Linked DNA regions of Zea mays: regions 2 and 3 are each linked to region 1. The links are chromatin contacts, called in public Hi-C maps. All regions are on one chromosome and are shown on one strand. The core of a region is the stretch at or near the end of the contact, and the rest is flanking DNA. Distances in the headings are between cores, read along the strand shown. Region 1 holds the start of LOC100285980. Region 2 holds the start of LOC100279076. Region 3 holds the start of LOC541873 (homocysteine S-methyltransferase 1).

Region 1 (4,510 bases), core at 1,462-3,961:
GTGACCTCCGGTGCGCGGTAGCCGGACACCCTGGTGGGCGAGAAGGAGGGGCCGACGAGCGTGGGGAGGCCGTGGTCCGACACGCGCGCCTCGTAGTTCTTGGTGAGAAGGACGTTGGAGGACTTGATGTTGCCGTGCGACGCCGTGGGCCCCGTGGAGTGGATGTGCGCCACGCCGCGAGCCGCCGCCAGCGCGATCGCCGACCGCGTCTCCCAGTCCAGCGGCGTCCGGCCGGAGGCGCGGTTCCCTGCGTCACACCAAGAGGAAGAAACATAACATAACCACGAGATCGGCACCACGCCACAGGAATGTCAGCTGCTCGATAAAATTCACGGTCGATGCCAATTACTCCGGCGCGTACAGATTGCTTCGGTTACACGTCTCACGCACCCGGTGCCATCTGGCCGGCGGTCCGGACTTTTTGAATGCTTCTTTAAAATCCCGTACCGTACGTACATACGCGAGGCTAATAATTGGCGCGGGAAGAGAGAGGAAGGAATCCCGAGGAAGAGGAACAGTGGCGCCAACTAATGTCACATGGATCAGCGAAACTACCCTAGCCGGCCCGGCCTGCAACTCCGGACACCGGCTCACATGCGCAACTTGCCCTGGGACTTTGCCTCCACGAATCTACTACCGGTTCAGTGCTCAGCATTTAGAAAGTAGAAACTATAGAGAGATGTTCAAAGGACCAAGCAAGGCAGGGGTGGGTGGGTGGAGGAGCTGGCCTCGAAACGGCGGTCTCCAGGACCAGTCATGGTTGTCACGTCTGGCCTTAAACTCGACTATCTGGGCTAGCTGCCAATGCCGCTATAACCAATTGCTAGCAAACAGTTGGTTCGTTCGCAGCGACACAGCAACTACGCCGCGCCATGGCTGCACTGGCATGACGGAAAACACGCAATACCCCCGGGGGGCGGGGCGGGGCTCGGTTGCAAGGGGAGTAGGGGACCGGATGCAACGTGGGGCAGGCAGAAGATTAGGTTCCAGCGAATTGATTGAGGGCCGCCACCAATCCGGATGGAGGGATTTTTCTCCCTCTTCACCTGTCACAGAATATTGCCAGGCTGTGTATGGCGAAACGATCGTCCTCGCCCAACCCGCCCACCGACAGTACGGGGGTAACGACCTCGTCAGGAAGAAACGGTAAAAATGGTGGAAGGCGGGAAATTTTACCGTGCAGCAGGGCGGAGAGGCTGCCCATGGACATGTAGTCGTAGACGAGGAGCTTCTCGTCCTTGCTGAAGTAGTAGGCGCGGAGGGGCACCACCAGCTCGTGCTGCACGGCGCCGATGGCCGCGATGCGCTCCCGGAACTCCGGCTCCGGGAGGTCCACGTCCTTGAGCCGCTTCACCGCCACGGCGGACCCGTTCTCCATCACCGCCTTGTACGCCGTCCCGAACGCGCCCTTGCCAAGCACCTCCGCCGAGGCGCGCAGCAGGTCCTCCAGGTCGAACGGCGGGGCCGCCGCCATGGGGCCGAAGAAGATGAGCTTCTTGGACCCGGTCGACCCGCCGGTCTTTGCTGCCGCCGTAGCCACAGCGGCGGCAGCGGCGGCGGTAGGAACTGCGACGGCCGCCGCAACGCCGTTGTGGCCGCCTGCTGAGCCGTTCTGTCCCTTTGGCTCGACATCCATCGGCCCCATGCCGAGTTCCCGCCCCTTCTCCGCCGCCGCCGCCGCCGACCGTGGCGCGCTGGACCTCTTCCGGCAGAGGAAGAAAAGCAGGGCGAGCAAGAGCAGCACGCCGAACACAGAGCCGATGGCAATGCCAGCGATGGCGCCGCCGGAGAGCTTCTTCTTCTTGCCGCCACCGACGTCGCCTGCACCGCCCGCGCCTGGCTGCGACTCCGGCGCTCCGGCCGGCGTGGGCGCGGACTCGCCGGGGCACAGGCCGAGTGGACCGCCGCAGAGGCCCGTGTTGCCTAAGAATGAGTCTTTGGGCATCTTCCGGAGCGTGTTGGGGATGGACCCGTTGAGCTGGTTGTACGACACGTTGAACTGCTCCAATGCAGGCAGCTGCAGCTTGGGGATCTCGCCGGTGAAGCTGTTCCCGTCGAGGTACAGCGTTCCGAGGCGGATCAGCTTGTTGAAGTCTTGCGAGATCTTGCCGCTGAACTTGTTCCCCGCGATGTCCAGCCTCACGAGGTTCTTGAGCTCGAACAGCGATGCCGGGACCTCGCCGGAGAAGCTGTTGTGCTGGAAGTAGATGGCCCTGAGCTCGGACAGGCGGGAGAGGTCGTCCGGAATGGGCCCCGTGAGCGCGTTGTACCGGAGGGAGAGCGTGCGGAGCGCCGACAGGTTGCCGAGCACGCCCGAAGGGAGGTTGCCCATGAGCCCGGCGCCGGGGAGGCGGAGCTCGACGACGCGGCCGCTCTCGCAGGTGACGCCCTGCCACTGGCACGTGGGCGTGCTGCTGTTCCACGATGGCAGCGCGGAGCGGCCGACCGCCGAGCGTAGCGCCTGCAGCGCCTGCGCGTCGGTGTTGAGGTCATCGGCAGAAAGGGCCGGCAGGGCGGCGGCGAAGACGAAGAGCACCAGGACGGACAAGCCCGCTGCCGGCGCCGGCATTGCGGCAATCGCCGGCGTGGACTTGGGGTGAGCGGGTGTTTAGGTGAGAGAGCCTTAGCTCAGAGGAAGCACTATCATGGAGGGGGATGCTTGTGGGGAGAGTACTAGAAGCAGTAGAAATAGAGTGAGCACGGATTTATGCGTTATAATGGAAGGTTTGGGAGCTGGAGGAGCTGATTAAAGGTGGGATTCGGAGAGCTCATTGGCTTAACGCCTGGCCTGATTGCTTTAATGATAGCCGCTGCAGGTGGCTCTTACTGGAGCTTGGTTGGAGGATTTTCGCTTTCCATCCAATGCTACTGGGAGAAAAGGGCAACATGGCAGTTGTTCTGTTTTTAAGTCTGTATGTGGGACCGGCTGGACAGGAGCAAGGGCAATTAGTATAAATTTCCTCATGATTTCAGTTATGAAAAAAAACAATGGTTATGGTAGATAAGTTGAGCGGCCACCGAGACATTCGAATTTCTTCTGATCCTTTGCCCTGCTACTCCTCATGTTGATTTGTCAGTCTATATAGCGTTTGCTAGAATGCATTTGACAGTAAGAAATTCCCTATGTAAATATTCTTCAGGTTTTGTTTAGGTGTCAAATATTCTTCACTTTAATCTATATATGTTGGAGGAGTTTAATGTAAAAATTTAATCTTAAATCTATCAAAACAATTTAACACACGATGGATGCATATACACATACACGGAGGTAATTTGTCATGCTGCGCTCCAGCGTGGCATCGTAGGCGAGTTCGAACCACATACATGAGTATCATTTTTAAAGCTTACAGCGTAAGGTTTCTCATAGGACAACTCCAAAGTCCTAAAACATATTACTTCCGTTTTTTTTTCTGTCGCGTTTTAGTTAAAAATAAACTAGAGCAAGATAAATATTTAAAAACAGATGTTATATTAAATAATTTAATTATAATAAATAGAGGATCCAAGTAGGATCAATGATTAGAGACATCCTGTATATAAGGAACTATCTTTTAGGATGGTATTTTAGGATGGTATAGTAAAATATAATAGAAAATACATGTAACAGAAGAAATGTAGTGATAATTAAAGATAGCCTAACAACATTTCCAATAATACCTTAAAATAGTAGCTCTATCTTAAAATATCCCAATTCATAAAAAACAACTCAAATAGTGTTCGATTTTTAAAAAAATGGCAAAAAAATGTAAGGCACTCCATAAAGTGACTCAAATATTTCGCACCCAGACTAGTGTCATATCATTATTTTCTATATCATTTTCAATATTTTCTTTAATTCACTCACAAAAAATACATGATTTAGGACTTAACTATAGAAACACAATTTATTTTTAGTGTCGCTTTGAATGATATAGTATTTGATTTTTTAGCATTATTTAGATTCACTATGTTGGAGATGCTCTAAGGTGTATAGGAACCAGGCTAACAAGATCCTAAACTAGTCATATCGAGATCGGCTAGGGTAGTTGCAGCACAACACAGGAATCTGTTATAAATGAATACGACACAAAGGGGATCAATCACAGAGAAGACACAGATTTAACGTGGAAAAACCCTCTAAAGCGAAGGGAAAAACCACGGGCGCCGGCCAACAACTTCTCATTTTTTTCAGGTGGTTACAGATCGCAGGAGATTTACAATTGAGATGATTATCTCCTGCGGCTTACAAAGATATTTATAGAGGTGAAACCCTAAAACGAGTAGGGAAACGATCCGTACCCCCCCCCCCCGCACCCCAGGCGTCCCTGGGCCGCGGGAAGGCCAGTTGGCATCGCTGCGCTCTGGCCCAAACCTCCCGGCGACGAGCCTCCGATTCGCTCACCAACTTGGTCGCAATCTTCAGAATTTAGATCACAAACTCAACAGAATCGACCTTGGCAAGGCTGAGCTCCATCCCCCGGCAAGATCCTCTGCCGTAAAATCCGTGAATGTTACGGTAGAAGGCGGTTAG
Region 2 (4,315 bases), core at 35-2,534, 140 kb before region 1:
GGCCAACAAGGAGGCCGTGGACGCCAACACCCTGCTGCACTACACCAACGTGTTCGACGCGGTGGTGGACGCCGCCTACTTCGCCATGGCGTACCTCAATGTCACCAACGTGCCGGTGATGGTGACGGAGACCGGGTGGCCGCACAAGGGCGACCCTTCCTCGGAGCCCGACGCCACCTCCGACAACGCCGACACGTACAACAGCAACCTCATCCGGCACGTGATGAACAGCACCGGCACGCCGAAGCACCCCAGGGTGGCCGTGCCGACCTACATCTACGAGCTGTACGACGAGGACACCCGGCCCGGCTCCACGTCGGAGAAGTACTGGGGCCTGTTCGACATGAACGGCGTCCCGGCCTACACCCTGCACCTGACGGGCTCCGGCGTCCTGCTGGCCAACGACACGACGAACCAGACCTACTGCGTGGCGCGGGAGGGCGCGGACCCCAAGATGTTGCAGGCGGCGCTGGACTGGGCGTGCGGCCCCGGGAAGGTGGACTGCTCCGTGCTGATGCAGGGCCAGCCGTGCTACGACCCGGACACCGTGGAGGCGCACGCCACGTACGCCTTCAACGCCTACTACCACGGCATGGGAATGGGCTCCGGGACGTGCTACTTCAGCGGCGTCGCGGTCGTCACGACGACCGACCCGAGTAAGAAAGAAGATCACCATGCATTATGCCTCTGCTGCTGCTGGCATGGTTTGACTCATTCGTTGTGTTGCGTTTGCGTGTCTGGTGCTTCTTTCTTCAGGCCACGGATCTTGTGTTTATGGTGGGAAGAACGGGACGTCGTTGATGAACGGCACCTCGCTGGCGCCGTCGTCGAACTCCACGGAGGGAGGCTCCGGCGCGCACCGGGAGTTCGGCGACGTCTCGTCACTCGTCCGCATCGTCTCCGCAGCGCTGCTCTTCAGCGCCCTCCTCCTGTTGTAGTTACTACTAGAGCTACTAGGCACCCTGGAATCAATGCAGTCTTTGCAGAGTTAGGCATTCGTCGTGAAGGAGGGATGATTCTTTTTGCTGTGGAACGGAGGCGGATGTGCTTCTGTTCTGATGCTCTTGTCATCTGCTGGGTTTCTCTATTGGCATCGAACGGAAATTGGTTTGCTTCCCCGCAATTGCTCCGGTTGATCGTGATGACTGAGCAAAGAGGATGCTTAGGGTTTCAGGTAGAGATTGTTACAACACACAACGCTAGGGTCGGAAAATACTGGCCATTGTTCACCACCGACTTGTGTCGAAACCAGTGTGTTGCAGCAAAGGTTAATCAGCATCGAAGTTCAGAACTAACAAAGCACAACACCAGCTACCCCGGGCGGGAGTAATCAGGTGTATCGTGTTCATCCTTTTTAGAGACGAAGCAGCTACGGTCCATTGGCATCCAAAGACGGCAACGGCCCTGCACGCCTCTGTCAACGTGCGGCGGCGTGCCTCAGCTAGATGGGATGGGCCGACCACAATCATTTTTTGGCCCACGCGGCCGGAATGGGTGTAGCTGTAATTTGCCCTTTTCAGCCGTGCGAGCGCCCTGTATATAACAGGGCAAAGGCCAAAGGGCATCGGTCTGGTTTTTCCTCCGCGTCGCCGCCTTCATCACCCTGCAACGATCTCCTTGCAACGACCACAACCATTTTTTTTGTTGCTTTGTTTTTCGAGTCGCTATGCTCACGTAGGGTGAAATCTTGTTCTCGTTTCTTCGATTGGTTTACTTCAAGACGTTCTCTGCTCGGGCACTCTTCGAGTTTTGAAAGTTCTGAAGCCCTGGTCGCAGCTGTGCGCATCCTGGCTTTGGTTACCGAAGAGATGCGAGATCATACACCTGGACCTCTGGACATGCGTCTTCTTTCTATAGCTCCTCGCGTTTTCTCTCGTGGGTCCAACAATTCCCTTCCCTTACACTTGTGAATAACGAGATTTGTTGTTGGTTGTTTGCATCTATTTTTGTTGTTGTTTTTCTCTAAATGATTTTGTTTGGATTAATCAGTTATATCTTGAATCCGTGACGACGATTCGATGGCTCGATGATGATTATTCTTGCTTTAACCACACCGAACCAAAGGCAAGAGGAATGGTGCTTTCTTCCTACCCTCTGCGTTGTGCTCTCTTCTCTTGGCGTTTCCTCGTGAAATCTTGCTCTCTTGTTGAAGAATACAGCTCCTGCTTTTCTTCCGCGGGTGCGGGAGGGAGAGATAGAAGGATACGGTAAGATTTGGTAGCGTGGCTACAGGGAAAGCGGAAGGCCTCTTCCGATGTTCCTGTTGAATAATTAGACAAATTCCAAATTAAATTCCGAATATAAATCATGACCAAATCAGAAGAACTGAAATAAAAGCCAAATCAGATGATGCGTACTGATTAGACTTACTGATTGTTGGCGCGCGCCAGGATCAGCTGGGTCGACGATGTCAGAAGATCACGAGCAGTCGCGTGAAGACGCTTCCCAAAAACCTTATTCGCCCTCTCCCGGTGCAGGATCTAGAAGACGAAGGGTTCCGGAGACCTGCTCTCCTGATCGCAGATGCACCTCTGCGGTCGGGACGAAGGGAACTAAAAGGCGGCTCAGCTATGAAGAGAGGCGAAAGCGAACTGGAATCTGGGGATGATTTGGAGGCTGGCTGCCGGGCTCCTTTTATAGGGTCGAGTCCGCGACCCCCCGTGCTTATCCGCCCACGAAAATCTCGCAATCAGTTGAGATTTTGTAGCGATCGGTTAGGATAAGCGTAACAGCCAAGAAACCAAAAAATCAAACGGCAAAAGGTAGCCGCGCCCCCCGCAAGGCGAGGGGCCGGATTTCGGCGGACCATTCACGCGCATGTCGTGCGCCCGCGCCCTTCGCCCTGCCCCGGCCCGGCCAGGCCAGGCCAGGCCAGGCCAGGCCAGGCCACGCGAGGCGAGCGAGCGCGCGCGTGTGGCTCTCCACACTCTCTCCTCTCATCCATGACTTGGTGAGTGAGTGTGGCTTCCATATTTAAGCTAGCTCTACTCCACAAGAGCTAGCAATATGGTGCTATTGGTTCCACCTATCCCTTTGCCATCCACTTATATGGGCTTTTGAGATTTTCCTAAAATTATTAGAAATTCTTAATTGGGCCAAGCCCATAAATCCTAACAATCCCCCACCAGATCTCAAATGCCCATCTGCAGTTTTCGCCACTGTTCACTACCGTTTAATATACTAGTTTTTCAGCAGAGACTGTTAAGTTGAACTTCCGCCTAGAACTCCAAGTTACACCAACCCACAACTTGGACAATGGACTATGCCTTGAATTGCAAGTTTTGCGTGAATGGGTTTCACTTGAAGTCATGACCAGTACTTGGCTACCAGTAGTCCCCTTCTCGGGTGGAGCATATACGTCGTACTCCAAGGTCTCTTCATGAGTTTACTAGAGATCACCCAAATCTCATAGACTGCGACGTTAGACAGTCTAACTCATATAGGTGTGTTCTTTCAAAGAATGTTCTGCAGGACAACATCTTCGCTAATACAAGCCAACAGAACACATTAAGGCACAAAGCCAACCTGCCTTACAGCATTTGAGAGTATTGCATCTTTACTTAGAGAGGGTCAAAAGTTACTCTCCTCAGTTCACCAATGGCTTGTTCTTCCCAGGACCTAATTCACGGGATCTCCGATCACATAGACTGGGTTTCCACCATGGCAACTTTATTCGGGTCTCATACCCATCTCTCTCGATGCGATTTCTATCACATTACGTGGTAGTCCCTTGGTAAAAGGATCTGCCAGATTTTTATCTGTTGAAATATAAGTCACACTTATAACTCCGGAGTTTCTCAACTTTCTGACAGACTTCAATCGTCTTTTGACATGTCTTGATGACTTTCCATTATCCTTAGAACTCGTCACTTTAGCAATCACTGTCTGATTGTCACAGTTCATAAGGATAGCTGGTATTGGTTTCTCAACCACCGGCAAGTCCATCAAGAGTTCACGCAACCATTCTGCCTCAACGGTTGCTGTGTCAAGTGCAGCTAGCTCGGCTTCCATGGTTGACCTCGTCAAAATGGTCTGCTTGCATGACCTCCATGATACCGCACCTCCACCAATAGTAAAGACATAACCACTGGTGGCATAAAGCTCGTCTGCATCAGATATCCAGTTCGAATCACTATATCCTTCAAGTACTGCATGCTGACCAGAATAGTGAATTCCATAACTCATTGTACCTTGCAGGTAGCGCATAACCCGCTCAAGTGCATGCCAATGATCAGTCCCGGGGTTTGACATGAACCTACTCAATTTGCTCACAGCAAACGAGATATCGGGCCTTGTTGCACCAGCAAGATACATG
Region 3 (4,709 bases), core at 510-3,009, 170 kb before region 1:
AAAAATAGTTTCCAGAATTTTAAAAAACGATACCATTTTCATCCCATCTGCGGGGGGCGTTGGGACGTCTTCTCGGATGTCCGCCGTCCGCGCGGCACGTGAGAGAATTCCTTGTGTTGGCGGACGGTCACGCGGTGGCAGCCTGGCAGGGAGGGAGCTGGACGGAGGCCTGATGGGCCAAATGGGTCTGACGTACACAATCATTTTGGGCCGAAGTGAGATCATGTGCGTTTGCTTGGTGTGTGCGTTTACAAGGTCTAGATGGTCTACTGCCACTTCTAGCCGACAAAACTTATTACGTTACGCAGCAACGCACTTTATATCCATCATCTATATTCATTCTTTGCAGTCTTCTCTAAAAGATTTTATCTTCTATATCTCTTTCCTCTCCAACAACGTTCTCTAAAATATAAATCACGTCCTCTATACGCAAATATCTATATTAGAGACATTTTTTATTTTTTACTTTTTGTATATACATATTTGTCATACTCTTAAATTTATTGTACATATTTTAGTTTTACTAAATCGATTATTTAAAGTTTTCAAATAGATAGAGGACCGTTTAGAAAAAAAACTATACATAGAGAGAGAATCCAGCAGCGTTCTCTAAATTTAGAGGACGCTACTGGAGAGCGTAGAGGATCGTTTGATCCTCTATATTTAGAGTACAGTAGGCTGTAGGAGCTTTTGTTGGAGCCAGGCTTGGAAAAGGAACAGAAGTCCATGGTGGTGGCGCAAACTGAATCGATGGACTGCCTCGCTACCCACGTTTCGCATTTTGTGGAATGAAGCAAGCAGCAAGGCAACGAAGTCCAGTTCTGTTGGCTCGGTTCATTCTGGGGTAGGTTCAGTTGAATGTTGCCGGATACCGTGGTGTGTAATGAACCGATTACCACACCTTCGGCACTCTTGGGTGGTTGCACCGCGCCCAACTCTTGGAGTGCACTGCACTGTCCTCCGATACGTCACGTCTAAGAAGACTAGAAGAGGACGGTCTTCTATGAGAACATTGGGCTGGCCACAGTATGTATGTAGCTGCAAAAAAAAAAAAAAATGTCGAAATTTACCGCAAAAAAAAAGAGAGTTCATTTTATGGCTGACAATTCATTGCATGTTTGAGTTATAGTAAAAAGGTTATGCTCATATGACTGAGTTATAGATTTATTTAGATAAATTTACAACTAAATTAGTTTTACTGAGATTTATCACAAATTCAAGTAAATTAAATGAAAAAGAAGAAAAACATCACGTAAACAGCCAGGAGGTCACGTCGGATCTTGAAAGATAAGTGAGGAGTTATATCTGATTTTATAGTTAAGGGAGGAAATATGAGTTTTGTGTGATCGAGAGAGATAAAATATACTTTTTTCCAATTTTACCCGCTGACCATCTCCCTCTGCTGCACCGCCCACCCCATCCCGATGAAACTGTGGAAATACAGTTTGCGTCAGCAAGAGAAAATTTCTCGTGTTAAGAAAGACAACAAAATTCCGGTTACAATACGGCATATCGTTGAAAGTGCGCCGGGTTCAAACGCGAAGCAACGGCATACCGTCGTGGTCCTGGACTGGACCTGGATGGTCCAGCTGTTCTGCGAGCGCACCTACCCCAGAAACCAGTCCGCGTTCGTTGCCACGCTCGATCGGATTGCTTTGCTTCTCGCCAAATTTAGTGGTCGTGTACCTACCCTAAAGGCCTAAACCATCTCATTCTCACCGATATATATACATCCCTCTCCGTCTCCCTACCGCTCCCGTCCCGTCCGCTGCTGGCTCTGCATATCCCGCGCCCGACTCCCGTTGCTGCGTGCGGCGGCCCGACTAGTCGCGCCGCGCTCGGGCTCGGCTTGATTGAACCGGCCGGGATGGGGGTGTTGGAGGACCTCGTGGCGAGAGCGGGCGGGTGCGCGGTCATCGACGGCGGCTTCGCCACGCAGCTAGAGGCGCTCGGCGCCGACATCAACGACCCGCTCTGGAGCGCCGCTTGCCTCATCACCAGGCCGCACCTCGTCAAGGAGGTAATAACAGCTCTGGGCCAACGACCCGCCGGGCCGGCATGTTTTACGCTGTATGTTTGCAGTTGCGATGCAATGCGTGCGACCCCCAACAGGCGCCATCTGTTTGCTGTGTTTCTGTTCTCCACGAGTACCCACGAGAAATAAACTATTGCTGCGCTAGATGTGAATGTGATCCTGCAGATACTGAGTTTGCGCATGTTGTTAATGGGTTGGGTTCATGTAGGTTTAATCGGTTTGGTTTTTAAGTGGGTGCATTTTAGATGGGAGGGAACGGGCTGGGTTGGTTTTAACAGAAAATTGGGCTGGGTGATTTAGGATTTGGTACTTTTTTTTGGGGGGGGGGGGGGGGGGGGGGGGGGTTGAATGGGTTGAACTCATAGGTTGATGTTGCATTTTTCATTATTGTACTTTACATTTATATTGATTTGAGATAGACTTAGTCACTGAGTGTAACACAAATTACATAGGCAGTACGTTAATTTAAGGTGGGGGTCCATGTGTTGTGTTTATCTTAGCACACTAATTCGTATAGAGTAGCGTTATGGTACTTTGAATCTTATCTAATAAATTTTAGTTAACTTTGTTAAAAATTTAAGGTGCGGTGCGGATGCAAATTTTTATTTCTAGGGTTTGGCTTTTGATCTGGGTCGCTTGTGTAGATCTTGCCGTGCTAACTGCCACATATTAGCTTCATAGTATTTTGGATCCTATTTAACAAATTTTATTTCATTTTATTAAAAAATTAAGATATGAACGCCAGCTTCATAATATTTTGTAAATACTTAACAGATTTCAATCAATTTCGATAAAATTTTAAGATATGAACGTGAACTCTTATTTTTAGGGTCTGATTTTTGAGTGGTCCCATGTGCTGACACAGATTATTTTCGTGATCTTTTGAATCCTGTTTGACAAGTTTCAATCAATTCCGATAAATTTTTAAGGTGTCAATGCGAGCTTTTGTTTCTAAGGTCTGACTTTGATGTGGGGCCCACATATTGATCTAGTAGTCCTAATTCGTATGAATTAGTTAACTGTTGCATTAAACCATTTGCAAAAGGTTCTTGTCGACTTTGACAAAAGTTTATAATGTGAGAATGGGATTTTAAATTCAAGGGTTCGATTTTTGACGTGAACCTATATGTCTTATGAAAACTTATATCTACACTTTATGCAAATCTATGGGTTTTCATAATAAACCTGCAGGTTTTAATTAGTTTATGGGTTGGGTTGAAAGTGTAAAAATATAGATGGGTGGGTGGAAGAAGAGAGTAAATTTGTTATGAGTCGAATTGGGTATGGCATGGAATTTAACCCATTAGCATGCCTAGTTGCTAATGATACCTTATGGGGGGTTGGTAATTGTATTTTTCTGTTTTTTCTATTAAAAATTTGATCTGTCTTAAAAAAAGTAGTGGATCTGAGTCTGGGTAGGTCAAATAGACCGAGTCAAAGGAAGGGTTGAATTTTTCTGGCTCTTTGGTCTTCGTAGATGGTGGTGATTGGTGAGCAGCCCAAGAACAAATCCCCTTAAGAAAGACAAATGTACATTTCTTTGTGGATGCCAAACATTCCCTGTGCCTTTTTAGTCTTTGGCAGTTAGGCTTCAGGTGCTTTGCTCCTGTAAATAAATGTGGACATTGTTTAGTTGGGCACAATCTGTCATTAGAAATCCAGAATGGCTTTCGGTGGCATGGAAGTTCCGGTCTTATCCAACCTTTGAAACGCTCACCGACAGACAGGACAAACAAACCCTACCCGCCACCGACCAGTGCATCTAGGACCACCTGGCAAGTTTGACAGACTACTGAGTTTGGATGGATGCCTACTTTATAGAATAAGAACAGCGCAAGGAGTTCAAAGCTTTTGAGCTGTCTGCAGCTATCCATTTTGACACCTTGCGATTTCACCTGTCTAGGTTCATATGCAGTATCTTGAAGCTGGTGCGGACGTCATCATTTCATCATCTTACCAGGTACAACTGGTCCATTCCATCTTCAGAACTGTAGGCATTGACTAGATTCTGCAGTTCATGGCTGTTGCATGTTTAAAACTCAATAGAGATTCAAGTGTTACTTATTTCACACGCATTTCTTCACCTGCAGGCAACAATCCCGGGTTTCATAGCTAGAGGAATGTCTGTCGCTGAGGCAGAAGATTTACTGCGAACAAGTGTAAAACTGGCCAATGAAGCTCGAGATGAATTTTGGAAGTCAACACTGAGGAAGTCCAAACCTATTTACAACCGTGCTCTGGTTGCTGCATCCATTGGTAGCTACGGAGCCTATCTTGCTGATGGATCGGAGTACAGGTAACACGACCATACCACACGAACCATGAGATAGTCAGACAACATTAGATTCAGGGCCTTTTTTGTTTGTAATGGTAGTTACTTGTACATTATAGAGCATGTCCTCGTTCTGTATGCCTGTCTCTCACACGAATTGGTCTTGCAGTGGATCATACGGTGCTGACATCACAGCCGAGAAGCTGAAGGACTTCCACAGGCGCCGGCTGCAGGTTCTTGCAAGTGCCGGTCCTGACCTGATTGCGTTTGAGGCCATTCCTAACCAAATGGAGGCACAGGTACTTTGTAAATCAGAGCTCCATGTGAATGAACTGAAACATGATGGTTTAAGAAACAAAGGTTTGAACTGCAGTTGTGCATGCCTGGTGTTGAAACTGATCC

Evidence for each region. Hi-C and Micro-C count contacts between places; a contact is called where the count stands out from the background.
Region 2: a Hi-C map of leaf shows a contact between it and region 1, with 4 times the contacts expected there. The contact joins the promoter of LOC100279076 here to the promoter of LOC100285980 in region 1. A contact is called at or near these places in 5 of 25 Hi-C or Micro-C datasets (bundle sheath, ear, leaf and 1 more).
Region 3: a Hi-C map of ear shows a contact between it and region 1, with 1.6 times the contacts expected there. The contact joins the promoter of LOC541873 here to the promoter of LOC100285980 in region 1. A contact is called at or near these places in 3 of 25 Hi-C or Micro-C datasets (ear, leaf and tassel).

The regions. Positions count from the first base shown.
Region 1 is chr9:152,299,522-152,304,031 of Zm-B73-REFERENCE-NAM-5.0, reverse strand. It overlaps LOC100285980, which reads right to left and starts at 2,711. Exons shown (of 2, transcript NM_001158869.2): 1 at 1,177-2,711; 2 at 1-247. The coding sequence starts at 2,569.
Region 2 is chr9:152,434,379-152,438,693 of Zm-B73-REFERENCE-NAM-5.0, reverse strand. It overlaps LOC100279076, which reads left to right and starts at 1,284. Exons shown (of 1, transcript NM_001152127.2): 1 at 1,284-2,014. The coding sequence starts at 1,446. The coding sequence ends at 1,910. LOC100283770 (glucan endo-1,3-beta-glucosidase 3) reads left to right here. Exons shown (of 3, transcript NM_001156669.2): 2 at 1-656; 3 at 757-1,118. The coding sequence ends at 938.
Region 3 is chr9:152,472,022-152,476,730 of Zm-B73-REFERENCE-NAM-5.0, reverse strand. It overlaps LOC541873 (homocysteine S-methyltransferase 1), which reads left to right and starts at 1,759. Exons shown (of 7, transcript NM_001111541.1): 1 at 1,759-2,020; 2 at 3,939-3,995; 3 at 4,126-4,331; 4 at 4,477-4,606. The coding sequence starts at 1,868.